Linked DNA regions of Mus musculus: all the other regions are linked to region 1. A link is a contact called in public HiChIP or PLAC-seq and promoter capture Hi-C data. All regions are on one chromosome and are shown on one strand. Each heading gives the region's core, a stretch centred on a gene start, on an enhancer-like site or on the middle of the called end of the contact. The rest is flanking DNA. Distances are from core to core; before and after follow the strand shown.

The links. Promoter capture Hi-C pulls out the DNA fragments that hold promoters and counts their contacts. HiChIP or PLAC-seq counts read pairs in DNA pulled down with a chosen protein or histone mark.
Region 2: a contact with region 1 is called in a promoter capture Hi-C map of hippocampal neurons, with 4 times the contacts expected there. The contact joins the enhancer-like site here to the promoter of Mrpl15 in region 1. A contact is called at or near these places in 5 of 39 promoter capture datasets (the 3T3-L1 cell line, cranial neural crest, hippocampal neurons and 1 more).
Region 3: a contact with region 1 is called in a promoter capture Hi-C map of the HPC-7 cell line, with 10 times the contacts expected there. The contact joins the enhancer-like site here to the promoter of Mrpl15 in region 1. A contact is called at or near these places in 6 of 39 promoter capture datasets (the 3T3-L1 cell line, the C10 cell line, the HPC-7 cell line and 3 more) and 1 of 115 datasets of contacts at active chromatin or transcription factors (astrocytes).
Region 4: an H3K4me3 HiChIP or PLAC-seq map of stem cell-derived neural progenitor cells shows a contact between it and region 1, with 8 times the contacts expected there. The contact joins the promoter of Npbwr1 here to the promoter of Mrpl15 in region 1. A contact is called at or near these places in 16 of 39 promoter capture datasets (the 3T3-L1 cell line, 3T3-L1-derived adipocytes, the C10 cell line and 9 more), 1 of 15 datasets of contacts at CTCF or cohesin (pro-B cells), 46 of 484 Hi-C or Micro-C datasets (B cells, the Ba/F3 cell line, the G1E-ER4 cell line and 27 more) and 7 of 115 datasets of contacts at active chromatin or transcription factors (the HPC-7 cell line, astrocytes, embryonic stem cells and 3 more).
Region 5: an H3K4me3 HiChIP or PLAC-seq map of stem cell-derived neural progenitor cells shows a contact between it and region 1, with 7 times the contacts expected there. The contact joins the promoter of Xkr4 here to the promoter of Mrpl15 in region 1. A contact is called at or near these places in 3 of 39 promoter capture datasets (cranial neural crest, embryonic stem cells and hippocampal neurons), 3 of 484 Hi-C or Micro-C datasets (Sertoli cells, cerebral cortex and cortical neurons) and 2 of 115 datasets of contacts at active chromatin or transcription factors (astrocytes and stem cell-derived neural progenitor cells).

Annotation. Positions count from the first base shown.
Region 1 is chr1:4,784,316-4,787,226 of GRCm38.p6, reverse strand. It overlaps Mrpl15 (mitochondrial ribosomal protein L15), which reads left to right and starts at 1,501. Exons shown (of 5, transcript NM_001177658.1): 1 at 1,501-1,654. The coding sequence starts at 1,550.
Region 2 is chr1:6,278,922-6,281,832 of GRCm38.p6, reverse strand. No RefSeq gene overlaps it. Among named protein-coding and RNA genes, the nearest start is that of 4732440D04Rik, 64 kb to the right of the region's middle. Within about 2 kb of position 1,467, at least 51 of the 459 cell types and tissues checked have an H3K27ac peak or open chromatin away from gene starts, as enhancers often do.
Region 3 is chr1:6,242,982-6,245,892 of GRCm38.p6, reverse strand. Rb1cc1 (RB1-inducible coiled-coil 1) reads right to left here. Exons shown (of 24, transcript NM_009826.4): 8 at 1,618-1,788; 9 at 914-1,098; 10 at 549-735; 11 at 387-468; 12 at 234-295. Among named protein-coding and RNA genes, the nearest start is that of 4732440D04Rik, 28 kb to the right of the region's middle. Within about 2 kb of position 1,507, at least 5 of the 459 cell types and tissues checked have an H3K27ac peak or open chromatin away from gene starts, as enhancers often do. A contact at or near this core is called in the HPC-7 cell line, where this site is marked.
Region 4 is chr1:5,915,917-5,918,827 of GRCm38.p6, reverse strand. Npbwr1 (neuropeptides B/W receptor 1) reads left to right here and starts at 1,430. Exons shown (of 1, transcript NM_010342.1): 1 at 1,430-2,911. The coding sequence starts at 1,535. The coding sequence ends at 2,524.
Region 5 is chr1:3,669,951-3,672,861 of GRCm38.p6, reverse strand. Xkr4 (X-linked Kx blood group related 4) reads left to right here and starts at 1,364. Exons shown (of 3, transcript NM_001011874.1): 1 at 1,364-2,310. The coding sequence starts at 1,514. It also overlaps the pseudogene LOC108167595.

The DNA of each region.
Region 1 (2,911 bases), core at 252-2,751:
GCTTTTACATATGTCCTTGAGAGACTGTCCAAGCCTGAAGGAAATGGCCTTAGTCAAACATGGATAGTGTGTACCATACACTTATCACATAAATGTTCATGTTCATTGTTTAACTTCCTGGAATTGGTCATGCTTTCTGTTGCTAGCCTTTAAAAGACACTGAGAAAGTAAACTTGCTGCTAGTGGTGGTATTGACCTGTAGCCCTCCCATATCTGTCTCTTCCATCTTCTTTTTGCCTTTCCTATAATCATCCTCATACCCCAAGTCGTGGTTTCCATGTTGAATGACCAGCAGGCTCTGGCCCCAGGCCCAAATCCATGGTTTTGAGTAGCTCACCCCGATATCTACCTTATGTGTAACCTGTTGGAACATGTGAAAGGGCTAGCTAGTCCTGCTGATCCAGAGCTGCAGGATCTCAGTGACCTAGGACAATAGCAGGATAACCGAATAGAGTCCCTGTGAGGATCCAATATTGGTGTAGCAGAAGCCAGAGACCTAGAACCAGACCAATGACTCATTGCAATGTACATTTGCAAGTAATAATGTATGGACAAAAGGGTATACTGTAGGACACACTGTGACACACGACAGCTTCACGATGAGGTTTCCTAAACTTTATTTTTATTTTGGGGGGGGGGGGGTTTGCAAGGGCAAAAAGGACGGAGGGATTGTGGATCTGGAGTGTATGATGTGAAATTCACAATGAATCAATAAAATAAAAATAAAGGTTTATTTGAGTTAGAAACAGCTGCTTATTAAATTGTCTCACCTTCACTATATAACTGATAGAGCTTGGTAGGAGCAATTCTCCAGCAAGACAGTGGAACGGAAAAAGAATATAAAAATGAACACATTGTTTTCTATATTACTTGTATTAAGACAAGTTTTAAAAATCATTTAATTTGGAGAGTTAAATATATGTTTGGCAGTTTAAGTTCATTAGCTTTGAATCCTATCTATACCATCTGCTGTGACAGCTGGGTCGATCTGATAGGCATAAAACCACACCTCGCTTCTAGCGTGGTTGTTTATATGAATCTAGTAAGGCTAACTTTAACTCAGTTTCTGGCATACCCCAGGAGCTAAGTATGCCCCACCCCCCATCGTTAACTGCAAGGCACGCTATTAGGTTGAACCTAATTAGACAATTAATTCTAGAGCCAGGCACTGTAACAGTTGAATTACCAGAGTCTCAAAGCTTGAACCTGTTCACATCATTTTGGATTACTTTTCGCTTCATGAGGCCCCACTTTTACCGTACAGCGTGTTCAGTCATTACAGGGCAGAAGAGAACAGTTTTCGTTCACAAAATGGTACCAAAGCCAGAGGATAAAGCATGATCTCACAAAAGTTGATGCAGTTCCCCGAAGTAAAAAGACATCAAGCCTGGAAGCTGGAAGACATAGCCTACCGACGCGGATGCGGTCGCTCTGCAGCACGACAGGGGCGGGGCAGTACGGCCGCTGCAGCGCGACAGGGGCCGGGCGGAGCCGTAAAGCAACGCGGAGTCTACGCCGCTTCCTGGGCGCCCTTGAAGCACCGCGGGTCATGGCTGGCACGGCGCGCGGCTGCGGGACCAGCCTGGACCTGCTGCGGTCCTTGCCGAGAGTGAGCCTGGCCAACCTGAAGCCCAGTCCTAACTCCAGAAAACGGGTAAACGCTTGGCGGCGGTGCGGGGAGTGCAGGGGCCGCGTCACTCTGGCGATGGACGCGTGCGGGCGCCTGGCTCCCTTCCGCGTGCGCCCAGTGTTAAGGATGCTAAGCAGGCGGAGGGTACACACTCGGGAACTGCAGACGATTCATCCAAAATTGCGTTTAAACTGAACTGCTTAGCAAGTGCCTATCGTCGTTATAAAAATCCCAGTGTTTTTTCTACATTCCAGCTGGCCAATGTGCAACCCAGGGTGCAACTAGAAAACTGTTGTGGGTCGGCTGCTCGGCTTTTACAGTAACTTAATATACGGCTTTTTTTTTAGGGGGGGGGGCGGTTGACAAAGTCAATTAAGGGAAAGATGTTACGGAGTTAGAGAACACCGAAAGACTACCCGACTCTATCCAGTTGTAATTAGCCAATTTTTTAATGTTATAGTGCAGCCAACCACAATTCCCCTTAGGCCCAGGTTAAAGGGGTAGAAGGTGGAGGGCTTTGAAAGGTCGCAATTACTTTATTTCTGGGGAACTTACAGCTACATGAGGAACTTTACCGAAGCAATTAATCATTTCACATCAGTTTTACAATTCTGTGGAGGGGGACAAGTTGCCAGGAGCTTATCTTTTAGGAATTTAGGAAATTAGAATGTGTCCCTAGCAAAAATTGGAGTTTTCCTTAGCCATATGTGATCTAATTACATATTTACGATTAATTTAAAAATAAAACATTTAATGTCACTCAAGCCTCGTTTTGGCTGTTTAGTTCTAGGATTTTCTTTTTCCGTTCCAGCTGCTTTTTCCTGAAGACTAAATTTAGGCCCTTAGCTTGTTTGTTCAAGCACACTATACCACTGAGCTGTAATCCCAAACCCTTTCCCGATGCCCTCTCACCGCCCCCCCCCCCCCCCCCCCCCAGGGTTTCTCTGTAGAGCCCTGGCTGTCCTGGAACTCACTTTTTAGACCAGGCTGGCCTCGGACTCAGAAATCCTCCTGTCCCTGCCTCTCGAGTGCTGGGATTAAAGGCATGCGCCACCACATCTGGTTCCCTTTCCCGATTTTTAAATGCTTTATTCAGAGACAGACTCTCAGAAAATTGGGGGTTGCTGGCCTTGCCCTTTTTTTGTAGCTTAGGCAGGCCTTGAACTTTGAATCCTCCTGCCTCAACCTAGCAGATAGCAATCACTACAGGGACCTAGCTTATTGTAGAGCTTGTTATTCCTGTTGGATCCCATCCCTTCCTTAGAACTTTGCCCTGTGTTT
Region 2 (2,911 bases), core at 218-2,717, 1.5 Mb before region 1:
GTAAGTTGGGGCATGTGGCTGGGAAGTAGTTAGGTAAGCATAGAGGGTTAGAAAAATTAGTCAATTGTGCTTAAAGCTTGTTGAATAAATATTTCAATAGGTCTCAGACTCAATTATTTGGGAGCTAGCCAGGTTAGAAAAAACTTTTAAGCTTCATCCAATATCTACTTTCCAACAGGGATACAGAATTTATTAATATTTTTCATAGCAACCTATTACTTACAAGTGTGGTGTACATTTATAAAAAAATAACAAAATTAATACATGAATACTTACTCATGAGAGTATTCAGAAAACTAAACATATTTGTAGATTGTAATAGCTCTTTCTATAAAAGTGATAAAAGTGATGACTATTTCTTGAATACAACCATGTCCTTTCAATTTATTACATACACAATAATGTTACATGCTGAACCTGAAATATCCTCTGAAGGATCAAATTTTGAACACTTGGGCCCAGATATTTTGGGAGAGTTCTGTACGTAGACTTTGTCAAGTAGAAATGAGCTGAAAGTGGTGAGTTCCTGGAGGAAAGTTCTCAGGGACATGTTATCCCTGCCCCTTTCATGCTTCACTCTGTTTCTTGGTCAGCTTAATATGAACAACTTTACCAACATATTCTTGCTTTTATGATCTGAGTTTCTCCTACCATGAAGACGGGAGTCAAAAGAATTCTGTCAGGCATTCTGTTACTGCATTGCAAAAGGTCAATAAATCCTACCTAGCTCTTGATGTTCTGGCCTAAACACTGTAGCTAGTTTATGACGTAAGATTGTAATGGTCTCAGTAGACAGTGGCTATGCTGACTTTTGTAGCAGTGAGGGGTATGTATGTTTCTAGTCACTACTGGTTAATGTGGAGGTCTGTTGGCAAACCAGGACCTAGAACTGGAAGAGGATCTGCTACTCCCAGCCTATGTGGGCTTATTAGGGCTGGATTGATGATTAAATGCATGATCAAATGCAAAGTGCATTTCTTAATGTTCTTATTTAGAAGGGCACTGTTCTAGAACATGTCACTGTATTTACATATATGTGCATTGCTTTTATGACTGTAAGGCAAGCCCTTTAGTGGACGTGTTCAGAAGATGAAACAACCAATATCAAGCTTCACAGGAAGCTGCTCTCACCCCCTTGGCCGAGGTTAAACTGGAACACTCATGAGAATGTGGTACTTCTGGGAGCTGTTAAGTGGACGAAGGCAGAAGGGAAAAGTATAGCTTCGTGTTAGAAAACTCAACCTGGTTTAAAGGCAGTATGAGACACCCAGAAGCTATAGCGAAACAGGTCGCACAGGGAGCTAAACTGTAATTTGTGATGAGAGAAAATGCTGGGAATGCGGAGTTTATGCTTGTGAGACAGGCTATGCGTTTTCAGAAGAGTTGTGGTTAAGAACATAAGCATTCGTGTTCATCTCCTAGGCTAGTTAAGGTCATAGTCACTTGCAGAGCAGAATTCCAGAGAGATTACAAGTGACACCAGCAACACGAGCTCTCCAGCTCTACTGGAATTGGATGATGACGGTTCTAAGGCAGTTAAGGAGAATTACAACATCATTTCGGAATCAGATTCCCAGAAGCCTTTTTTTAAAAGGTGCCACAAAACCAGAGTTCAGAAATAACCCCCAACATTCATAAAACAAAACAAAAAGACTGTCAAGGGCTATGGAATCCACCAGAAACTCCTAAAATGGTAAAAATGAAAGTTGAACGCAACTTCAAAGATTAACAGCACACTGACATAAAGTGGTGATGTGTGTAAAATGGTTAAGCAGTGTTGCCATGGGGTGCAAGGTATGTATAGCAAGGCAGCCCTGGCTGCATTCTAACAGGACACATGCGTGCAACTGCTTAGATTGGAAGCTAAGTGAGGGAGGAACCTGAGTTGATCTTAAGGGCTGCTACTCTTTTCTTAACATTGGAAATGACATTGCTAATAAGCTTTAAGATAGGAATGAAAGAAACTGGTGTTGCTTACTCTAAATGGCTGCCAAGTCTGAGACACCCAAGAAGTATGTAAACCAAATAGCTTACAGCTGACTGCCTTGTCTCTTTACCACTATGTTAAGAACTGCTTGGGAGAATTTCCATCTCACCCATAAAGATTATAAACTGTACTACTTAAAATTTTTGGCTAAAGACAATGTACCAAGGGTATGAGGAACATATGAGCTACCAGTTAGTAGGAATTAATAAGTTTTGCTTCCTAGCTTTTAAATAATTATCAAGGCAGTTAAATTTATGAAAATTAAGCATTACCAACTTTGCTTGGCTTTAGTTCACATGCATCCACATGATTTCTGCTTGATTTTTGTGTTGCTGAGGACCAAACCCAAGCTCTCACTATGGGCAAGCAATTCAATGAAGATATATCCCCAGCTGCATATTTTTAAAAGCCCATGTATATCTGTAAACCTAAATCTTAAAAGACAATAGCTATTTTAGACGTAGCTTTAAAAAGGACTGCAATTTTCCAACTTTTTTCTCTCAGTATCCCTGGACATTAACTCCGTGTTGAGTCTGATTTTGACCCAAAGAATGTGGTAAAGCTTCTGACCTATGTTGTCACTCTTACTAGGATGTTGCTGTCTCTTTGTGAGCATCAGTTATCAAAAGGGCTATCTATACAAGGCATTCCTAAATCAAATATGTGAGGACATGGCTATATGGACTATTCGATCCCAGCCCATTGACACACATCCCCCCAGTGAAATGAGTAAATAAATGGTGTTATCTTAGGCCCCAACGTGTTAAAATGATCAGTTACACAACACACATCTAATACTGAAGTTCTAATAAAAAGATCTGGATGAAACAAAACACCAGAACATATTGCTGTAGTAGAGAACAGACTATTAGTAGAGGTCAAAAAGGTTGAGAAAATGCTGTTCAAGACTGGAAATGTGGAGAC
Region 3 (2,911 bases), core at 258-2,757, 1.5 Mb before region 1:
AATATACACATATATACATATAAACCGTTGGTAAATGGATTTTTAAAAGACCATGAATTTGAAGGTGATCAGGAAGTATATATGGGAGATTTTAGATTTTATCACTCACAACTTAATCTGTTTCTGATAAATGCTTCTAACCCTGAAAAAATAAGGTTTTATAATATAGAAATTTAGTCCTTAAAAAAAAAAAAAAGAAATTTAGTCCTAGTTAGAAAAAAAAAAATACATACACAAAATGAGGAAGGCCAGGAGTCCAGTCCTTTAAACAGACGATTTCTTAAAAAGGACTTCCCTGTACAAAGAAACCAGGAACATGGTTATTTTAGAAATTACCTAAAGGCCAAAAAATAAAGAAGGAAAAGGGTAAATAAATTAATACTTACTAAATAATTTCCCAAAGGATTCCCTTTTTGACTTTTCAGCTTCATATAGTTGTTTTCCGTCTTTGACTAAAGCACCAGCCCACTTAGAAGAGGAACATTTATGTTAATAAAATATACCAATTATGAATGTTAATATATAATTAAATAATTAGAATTGCTTACCTCTCTGTAGTGTTTAATGAACATTTTTCTTCTTACAACCTCAACAACAGCTAGGCAATACATCTGAGGAACTGTACTAAGAGCCTCAACAATTCTGACTCTTTCTAACAGCTCTATTACAAGGCGGAGCAGTGCCTGCAGTTTTTCTCCATCTTGATCAGCATGAAGCATCACAAAACAACACCACCTATAGAAAAAGATTCATTGTTTTCCACATTTGCTAAAAGTCATTTGTAGGTAAGCTATGAAGATCAAGGCTCTATAAAGTCTAACCCTAGAGTTCATCAATATGCATTTCAATGAAATTACTGTTATTACTGGGAAGATTAAAAACACAAAAACTGAAGTCTGACGGAATCTCTTACTTCAGTCTGACGTGGAGATTGTTTGCTAGCTCTTGTTTGGCAGTGGTGCACTTCTGTTTAATATCCAACAGTTTTCTGTGGTTTTGCAACATAATCATTAGTTGATTTGCATGACTCAGACACAGATCAGGTAACACAGATGCATCCTTCAAGTTTTCAGCTCTCATCTGATTAGCTAAAAATCCCTTTGGGAAGGAAAATGACATAAGCTCTCAAGAGAAAAACTGACAAGGAACCACTTTTCATTTAGATTCCTAAAATTCCTATCTCCCATTAAAGGCGGGTGGGGGGTAAAAAGAAATGGCTATTCCAAGGACAGAAAGCCAACTTACAACAATATGTAGCTTGAAAGCTTTACTAAAATAATTAACACAAACACAAGCCAAAAGCAAACAAATTCTTTAAAATGTCATGGAAACACAAAATTTAAGCTATCTTAAACTTTTATAATATTTGTGGTTTTTTATTAAAAATAAGCACATAAAACATCAACATCACAAAGAATAAAAAACATATAACTACCAAGCAGAGACCACAGCACTTAAGTAGGAAGACAGCCTGGGCTAAACAGGAAAACTCCAGTCCATCAAGTGTGACAAGCGGGAGGAAGAAGGGGAGGGAATGAGGAGAGGGACACTAGCACAAAATGAAATTCAGCTGCTTGCCTCTGGGAGCTAGAAATCAAGTGGTCATAAACACGATACCTGAGCAAGCTCTTTCTGTTCATTTACCAGCCGGCTACAGCTAGCAATCATCTGGTCCAAGGCATACAGCCGATCTTCAAGCCCTTTAATGGCTTTCATATTCTGATTATCAAGTTTGGCAATAGTTTGATGGCATTCTAACATAAATGGTTGAATAATCTTTGGGTCAAGCTAAATGAGAAGGAAACATATATGAGTAAAATCTTCTGGAAATAGTTTTAACTATATTTCACAGTAACTAGATACAGACTAAGATACAAAGGATATAGAAAATGATACAGAAAAATGCACAGGAAATAAAGTTATACTAGCAAAGGAAGATTAATAGGATGAACCCCATCCTAAACAACTGGTGTTAAACAAATCACAATATAAAAGTCAAGACCATAATAACTTCAGTAATCATAACTCTCAACCAATTTAAACAATTCTCAGTATCCCTAAGAATGTTATTTTCAAAGTCATCAAGGACATATAAAGTGGAGCTAATGACAAACCCACTCTTTGGTAGTAACTCATCAACTCATCTTCTCTCAAAGCATCTTCCATAGCCAGGTATGTTTGGCATATGTTTGTAATTCAGAACTCAAGAAGCAAGGTAGAATTAAACCAAAAGTTCAGGCCAGCATAGGCAACTCAGCAAGATCCCATTCTTTAAAAAGGCAAGGTTTTTCCTTAACAAATGGGACAGAAAGCTTAAACTTAATCTCTATTGAAAGGAAATGGTTTGGTCAATGAGATGTCTTAATAGTTAATTTTTCCTGTCCTCTGACTTTAGTTCTACGTGTTTGTAGTGTAAAATTTAACTACATGATGCGCTTGGTGGTGCCTGTTTTCTAGTAAAACTGGTCACAGATATTAAATGACCTTGTTTCATTAAAGGCTCCTGGAACTGTGGTATACTCTACTATCTCCTCACCTAAACCTAGAGCCTTGGTGGGTAAAAGGGCATGAGTAAATGCCTTCTCTCCTTTCACAATGAGTCCTGGGGGTTAAAATGAAGTTTCAGGCTTTGACCTACTGGGCCACCTTGTCAGATCCTAAGCTCAACCTTCAATGGAGGAAAACTAGTTCAGCCTTCCTGCCTCAGCAGGGGTTCTGAATACCTGCCAATAGCAGCATGTAGGCATCCTCTAAGTTATTCTTCAACTGTGTTCATTTTGTATATGTGCAAACACATGTAAATACATACACATGTGTGTGGGCACGATTGTGAGCTCTCAGAAGCCATGACATATACATACAGGTCAAAGGACAACTTATGAGAATCAATTCCCTCCTGCAGCCATCTAGG
Region 4 (2,911 bases), core at 181-2,680, 1.1 Mb before region 1:
CAAATATATTCTAGCTTCTAGATTAGTGTTTTTGTGCGATTTCTGGGTGTGCAAATGAGAGAGTCTCTAAATCCTTCTCTTGGATTTGTTTCCTTCTATTGATTCATCCTGTCCAACTTTAATGTGACAGTTTTTGCTTTATATTTTGTTTTGTTATATTTTCTAAAATGAATATGAATGCACTAATGAAAACCCAGTCACTAGAGGAAGGGTTAACAACTAAATTGTCAATTATACCTGCTGTAAAAGGGGGAATTAGTTTTCTCCAATACAGTGATATTGGATTTATCAACTCTTCCAGGGCAGGACTCATGTTCAAGAATAGTTGATCAACATTTAATGATCTCCACAGTTTTGCTTTTGTATGTTTATGGTTTTATTTGATTACAGTTTAGTGGGTTTTTTTCTCTCTCTGTTTAGGTGTTTCTTTATTTTATTTTCTTGGATTTGGGAGTTTTTGTTGTGTTTGGTTTTGTTCTTGTTTGTTTTGAGAAAGAGCTTAAAGTTGGGTGGGTAGAGAGAGGATCTAGACGACTTGGGGTAGGGGAAGACTACGATCAAAATAAATTTAATTTTAACATTGATTTAAATAATGATACATATAATAAAGAAATAAAACATGTTATGGGAACCTCATCTCCAACTGTTCTTCAAAAACAGGATATTATTTTTTTTAACTTTGTCATTCTTAGTTTTAGTTTCTGACAGGTGAGCTTTTTATAATTCCAGATGAACTGAATTAAAACAGCAGGAAGGCAGCAAAGAAGTCTTTTGAGGAAGGGGGCGCTGTTTTCTGTTAGATCAGAGGATTTTTCTAGGAGTGGAGTGGGAAAGGGTGACAGGTTGACTGAGCCGCGCTTCCTGTACTTCAGGTTCTTGGGAGAACTCCTGGAGAGTCCAGCAGTAGTCTCTGGGCAGACAACAGGAGACAGACTAGGCTGGCAGGCATCTCATTGCTGCTGCAGCGTCCTCCAGCAGACAGTGGGTTCCTCCCTGACCTCCCCAGGAAACTCAGATCTTTGCTGGGACTCGCCAGGTAAGATAAAGATTGCTGTTGCAAGTCCTATTATCTAGCGTGCTCGGAAACACACCTCTGCTGAATTCGCCGGTGTGACCTCAGTGTGAATTCCTTAAGCTCTAAAACAGGGGATTGGGTGCATTTACGGTTTCCTAGGAGTCAAGTGGCTTCTGCATAGCACTTTGATGTATTCAGTGGACTGGAATCTGATTTCCACAGGTGGAGAGAAGAGCTTGGGACACTGTAGCTACTTTCTATGGACCTCATTTCTCCTTAAAGCTATACCTCCAGAAATGTAAGCTGTGTTTTCAATTCTGTCTCCAGCCTTGGAGTCCCGGCGTCAGCGAGCTTAGTAGCAGCGGGGAACGCCCCCTCCGGTGCGCATCCAGAGAAAAGCTGTGACACTCAGGCAGTGCCTGGGTGCAGATCCCTGTAAACGTGGGCGCATAAACCTCGAGTTTCGCGGGGCTGCTGAGTGGAATCCTGGTGGTCGCCTGCTCTCCAGCCCTCTCCAAGATGCATAACTTAACGCTTTTCGAGTCTGGAGGGGACAACGTGTCTTGCGGCGGCTCATCTTTGGGCTGTCCCAACGGGTCCAGCCTGGCTCCTCTGCCGCTGCCGCAGCCACTGGCGGTAGCAGTGCCTGTCGTCTACGGGGTAATTTGCGCCGTGGGACTGGCTGGCAACTCTGCGGTGCTGTACGTACTGCTGCGCACGCCGCGCATGAAGACTGTCACCAACGTGTTCATCCTCAACCTGGCTATCGCCGATGAGCTCTTCACCCTCGTGCTGCCCATCAACATCGCGGACTTCCTGCTGAGGCGCTGGCCCTTCGGGGAGGTCATGTGCAAGCTCATTGTAGCCGTCGACCAGTACAACACTTTCTCTAGCCTCTACTTCCTCGCCGTCATGAGCGCCGACCGATACCTGGTGGTTCTGGCCACAGCAGAGTCGCGCCGGGTGTCCGGGCGCACTTACGGTGCAGCGCGTGCTGTCAGTCTGGCGGTGTGGGCGCTGGTGACGCTGGTCGTGCTGCCCTTTGCGGTATTCGCTCGGCTGGACGAGGAGCAGGGTCGGCGCCAGTGCGTGCTGGTCTTCCCGCAGCCCGAGGCCTTCTGGTGGCGTGCCAGCCGTCTCTACACACTAGTATTGGGCTTTGCCATCCCGGTGACCACCATCTGTGCTCTCTATACCACTCTGCTCTGCCGACTGCGTGCTATCCAGCTAGATAGCCACGCCAAGGCCCTGGATCGTGCCAAGAAGCGCGTGACCTTGTTGGTGGCGGCGATTCTGGCTGTGTGCCTCCTCTGCTGGACGCCTTATCACCTGAGTACCATAGTGGCCCTCACCACCGACCTCCCGCAAACGCCGCTGGTCATCGGCATCTCTTACTTCATCACCAGCCTGAGCTATGCTAACAGCTGCCTCAACCCTTTCCTCTATGCCTTCCTGGACGACAGCTTCCGCAGAAGCCTCCGGCAATTGGTGTCATGCCGTTCAGCCTGATGCCCTTTCCACCTCTTTCCACCGCAGGCAGCACTGCCAGCTGGGTTCAGGAGAATTCCGGGACTGTGGTTCCCAAGTGCAGCCCGAAATCCTGAGGCCCATTCCAGGCATTCAGTACCACAGGCCCTACCCAGGACTGATACCACAGGCCCTAACCAGGACTGATCCGGGATTTGCCCGGCCTTGAGGTGAGGCTGGTGTGTAGCATGCCTGAGGACAGCTTGGGCCAGGGCACCTTACTATTTTGTCCCCACAGCTGAGGGCAGGGCTTGACACCTGAACGTAGGGTAAATGGTGGGGCAGTGTTGTTGGAACGTGATTTTAATTCTCTCTCTATTTCACTGTGAGTAGGCTCCTAGGATGTCCCAGGCATCTCTTCCTCAGCGT
Region 5 (2,911 bases), core at 115-2,614, 1.1 Mb after region 1:
GGTGGTGGTGTTTTTTTTTTTTTTTTTTTTTTTTTTGGTTGGTTGTTTTTGTTTGTTTGTTTGTTTTTTAAACTGCAACATATTTTATTACATTCTCTTCGAGAATAGATTAAATTCGAGTCATTTCTGAAGTTATGAGACCCTACAGTAAGTCTGTACGTTTATAGGTTTAAGGGAAGGTAATTGCAGTTTTGGAATAAGAGAAGTGGCATTAGCTTTGGGATCTGCCACTCCCTGCGCGGGGCCAAGGGCCGAGCTAGTTCTCTTTTCCCTGGTTACTAGCCATGTCCCTCCTCCCACCGCCGCGCTCTAGGTTGCCGCCGCCAGAGGTGCAGCGTTTCCCACCTGCGGTTAGGAGTAGCCCCACCATGGTGTCTGCCTAGTGCTGCTGCCTCAGGCTCGTTAAACTCGCAGGGGGACAGGGCTTCATGCACCCACCTCCTGAGATAGGGCCTTTGCATTTCTCTAGGCTGGGGTTTGGCAGGACAGCATCCCTGGGGCTGCTCTCGCCTTATCCCGAGGGCTCGCCCTCTGCTGCCAGCTTTGCTTTAGGTGTTCTAGCTCTGCAAGTACTGTGCCACCCAGGATCTCCAAAGCATGGCACGCCCACCACCGCCGCCAGTATAGGAGCCCTAGCTTCCTAGTTAAAGCGTGTTCACCCTCGCCAGCAACACACCTAGCACCATACCACACCCAGCCAGGTGCCGAGCGCGCCCGGTACAATACAAAGAGACCATTTCTTCCGCAGCCTTCGCTGCTGCCACGCCCGCTTGTGTCCGTGGCCCCCTACCCTCGGCAGTGACCCAACACCAAGGCTCTAACACGCGGCGCGCTCTGCCCATCCCATCCCCCCAGCTTCGAGGAAATCCACTCAACGCTCTTCGCTATCCCACGAGCCTGGACTGGGCCTCCGATTGCCGTGCTGTTGCCCTCCGCGTCCAGCACTGGCCAGCCAGGCACCCCCACCCGCCGCTCCCCTCAATCCCAGCCCCTCCTCCGGGCCCTCCTTCTCGCCCCTCCCCAGCCGGGGTGGGAGCGGCGGCAGCTGGAAGGGAAGGGATGAGGTCATCCTCTCCCTCGGAGTCAGCTGGTGGAGGAGAGGCTGCGGGAGGAGGGAGCGCGCGCGAGGGGAGGAGAGGAATGTGCAGGTCCGAGGAGCTCCGCGGCGGCCGCTGCTGCTCCTGCTGCTGGCGGCGGCGGCGGCTCGTGCTGCAGCCGCGGGGCCGGGCCGGCGCGGAGCGCGGGCGGCTGTCAGGGGCGCGCGCGGGCCGGCGCGAGCAGCTGGGCTCGGCGCAGGCAGCCAGGCGGCGCTCCTGCGGGTCCCGAGCGTGCGGCTAGCCGGGCCCAGCGCCCAGCCCCGCGGGCGGCGGCGGGCGAGCGGGCGCTGGAGTAGGAGCTGGGGAGCGGCGCGGCCGGGGAAGGAAGCCAGGGCGAGGCGAGGAGGTGGCGGGAGGAGGAGACAGCAGGGACAGGTGTCAGATAAAGGAGTGCTCTCCTCCGCTGCCGAGGCATCATGGCCGCTAAGTCAGACGGGAGGCTGAAGATGAAGAAGAGCAGCGACGTGGCGTTCACCCCGCTGCAGAACTCGGACAATTCGGGCTCTGTGCAAGGACTGGCTCCAGGCTTGCCGTCGGGGTCCGGAGCCGAGGACACGGAGGCGGCCGGAGGCGGCTGCTGCCCGGACGGCGGTGGCTGCTCGCGCTGCTGCTGCTGCTGCGCGGGGAGCGGCGGCTCGGCGGGCTCGGGCGGCTCGGGCGGCGGCGGCCGGGGCAGCGGGGCGGGCTCTGCGGCGCTGTGCCTGCGCCTGGGCAGGGAGCAGCGGCGTTACTCGCTGTGGGACTGCCTCTGGATCCTGGCCGCCGTGGCCGTGTACTTCGCGGATGTGGGAACGGACATCTGGCTCGCGGTGGACTACTACCTGCGTGGCCAGCGCTGGTGGTTTGGGCTCACCCTCTTCTTCGTGGTGCTGGGCTCCCTTTCTGTGCAAGTGTTCAGCTTCCGCTGGTTTGTGCATGATTTCAGCACCGAGGACAGCTCCACGACCACCACCTCCAGCTGCCAGCAGCCTGGAGCAGATTGCAAGACGGTGGTCAGCAGTGGGTCTGCAGCCGGGGAAGGCGAGGTTCGTCCTTCCACGCCGCAGAGGCAAGCATCCAACGCCAGCAAGAGCAACATCGCCGCCACCAACAGCGGCAGCAACAGCAACGGGGCCACCCGGACCAGCGGCAAACACAGGTCTGCGTCCTGCTCCTTTTGCATCTGGCTCCTGCAGTCACTCATCCACATCTTGCAGCTTGGGCAAATCTGGAGGTACTGTATCAGGGTGGGGGTTGAGAGAGACTACTACTGTTCCTACATGCCTGCCCACCATGTCCACTGTTCTACTTTTGCATGAAATCTTTCCTAATGACTAGTAAGCCAAGTCACTCTTGTGGTTTTCTTTTCTAAACTGCTCCTTACCTAACTCATGTTAGGTGAGGAAAAAGAAACCAAGGAAGGGCACGCAGGAACGTGTTTGTAGTCTGTCACGTTTCCCATCTTCTCATAGACTAGTTTTTCTATGTATGCTACAAGTTCTCCCCCGATTGTAGACTTAATATTTCACTAGCAGAGGATTCCTCTCACACTTACTAAAAAGTCATTTATATTATGTAGAATTCTTGGTGTGTTGTACTTTTGATGGTTTCCTTTGTGCTGGGTTTGGATAGGATTACAATTCTAGTTAAATAGGACTTGTTACTGCTCAAAGATGTCCATATTTGGATGATAACAGCTAAAGAAATACTGAGCTTAAAGTAGTGTTAATAAATATTTGACGTATATGTATACATATATATATACAGACATATATATGTAAAATGAGTGAACATTTATCATTTATGTTGTGTGTGAGTGTGTGTGCATAAGTGCT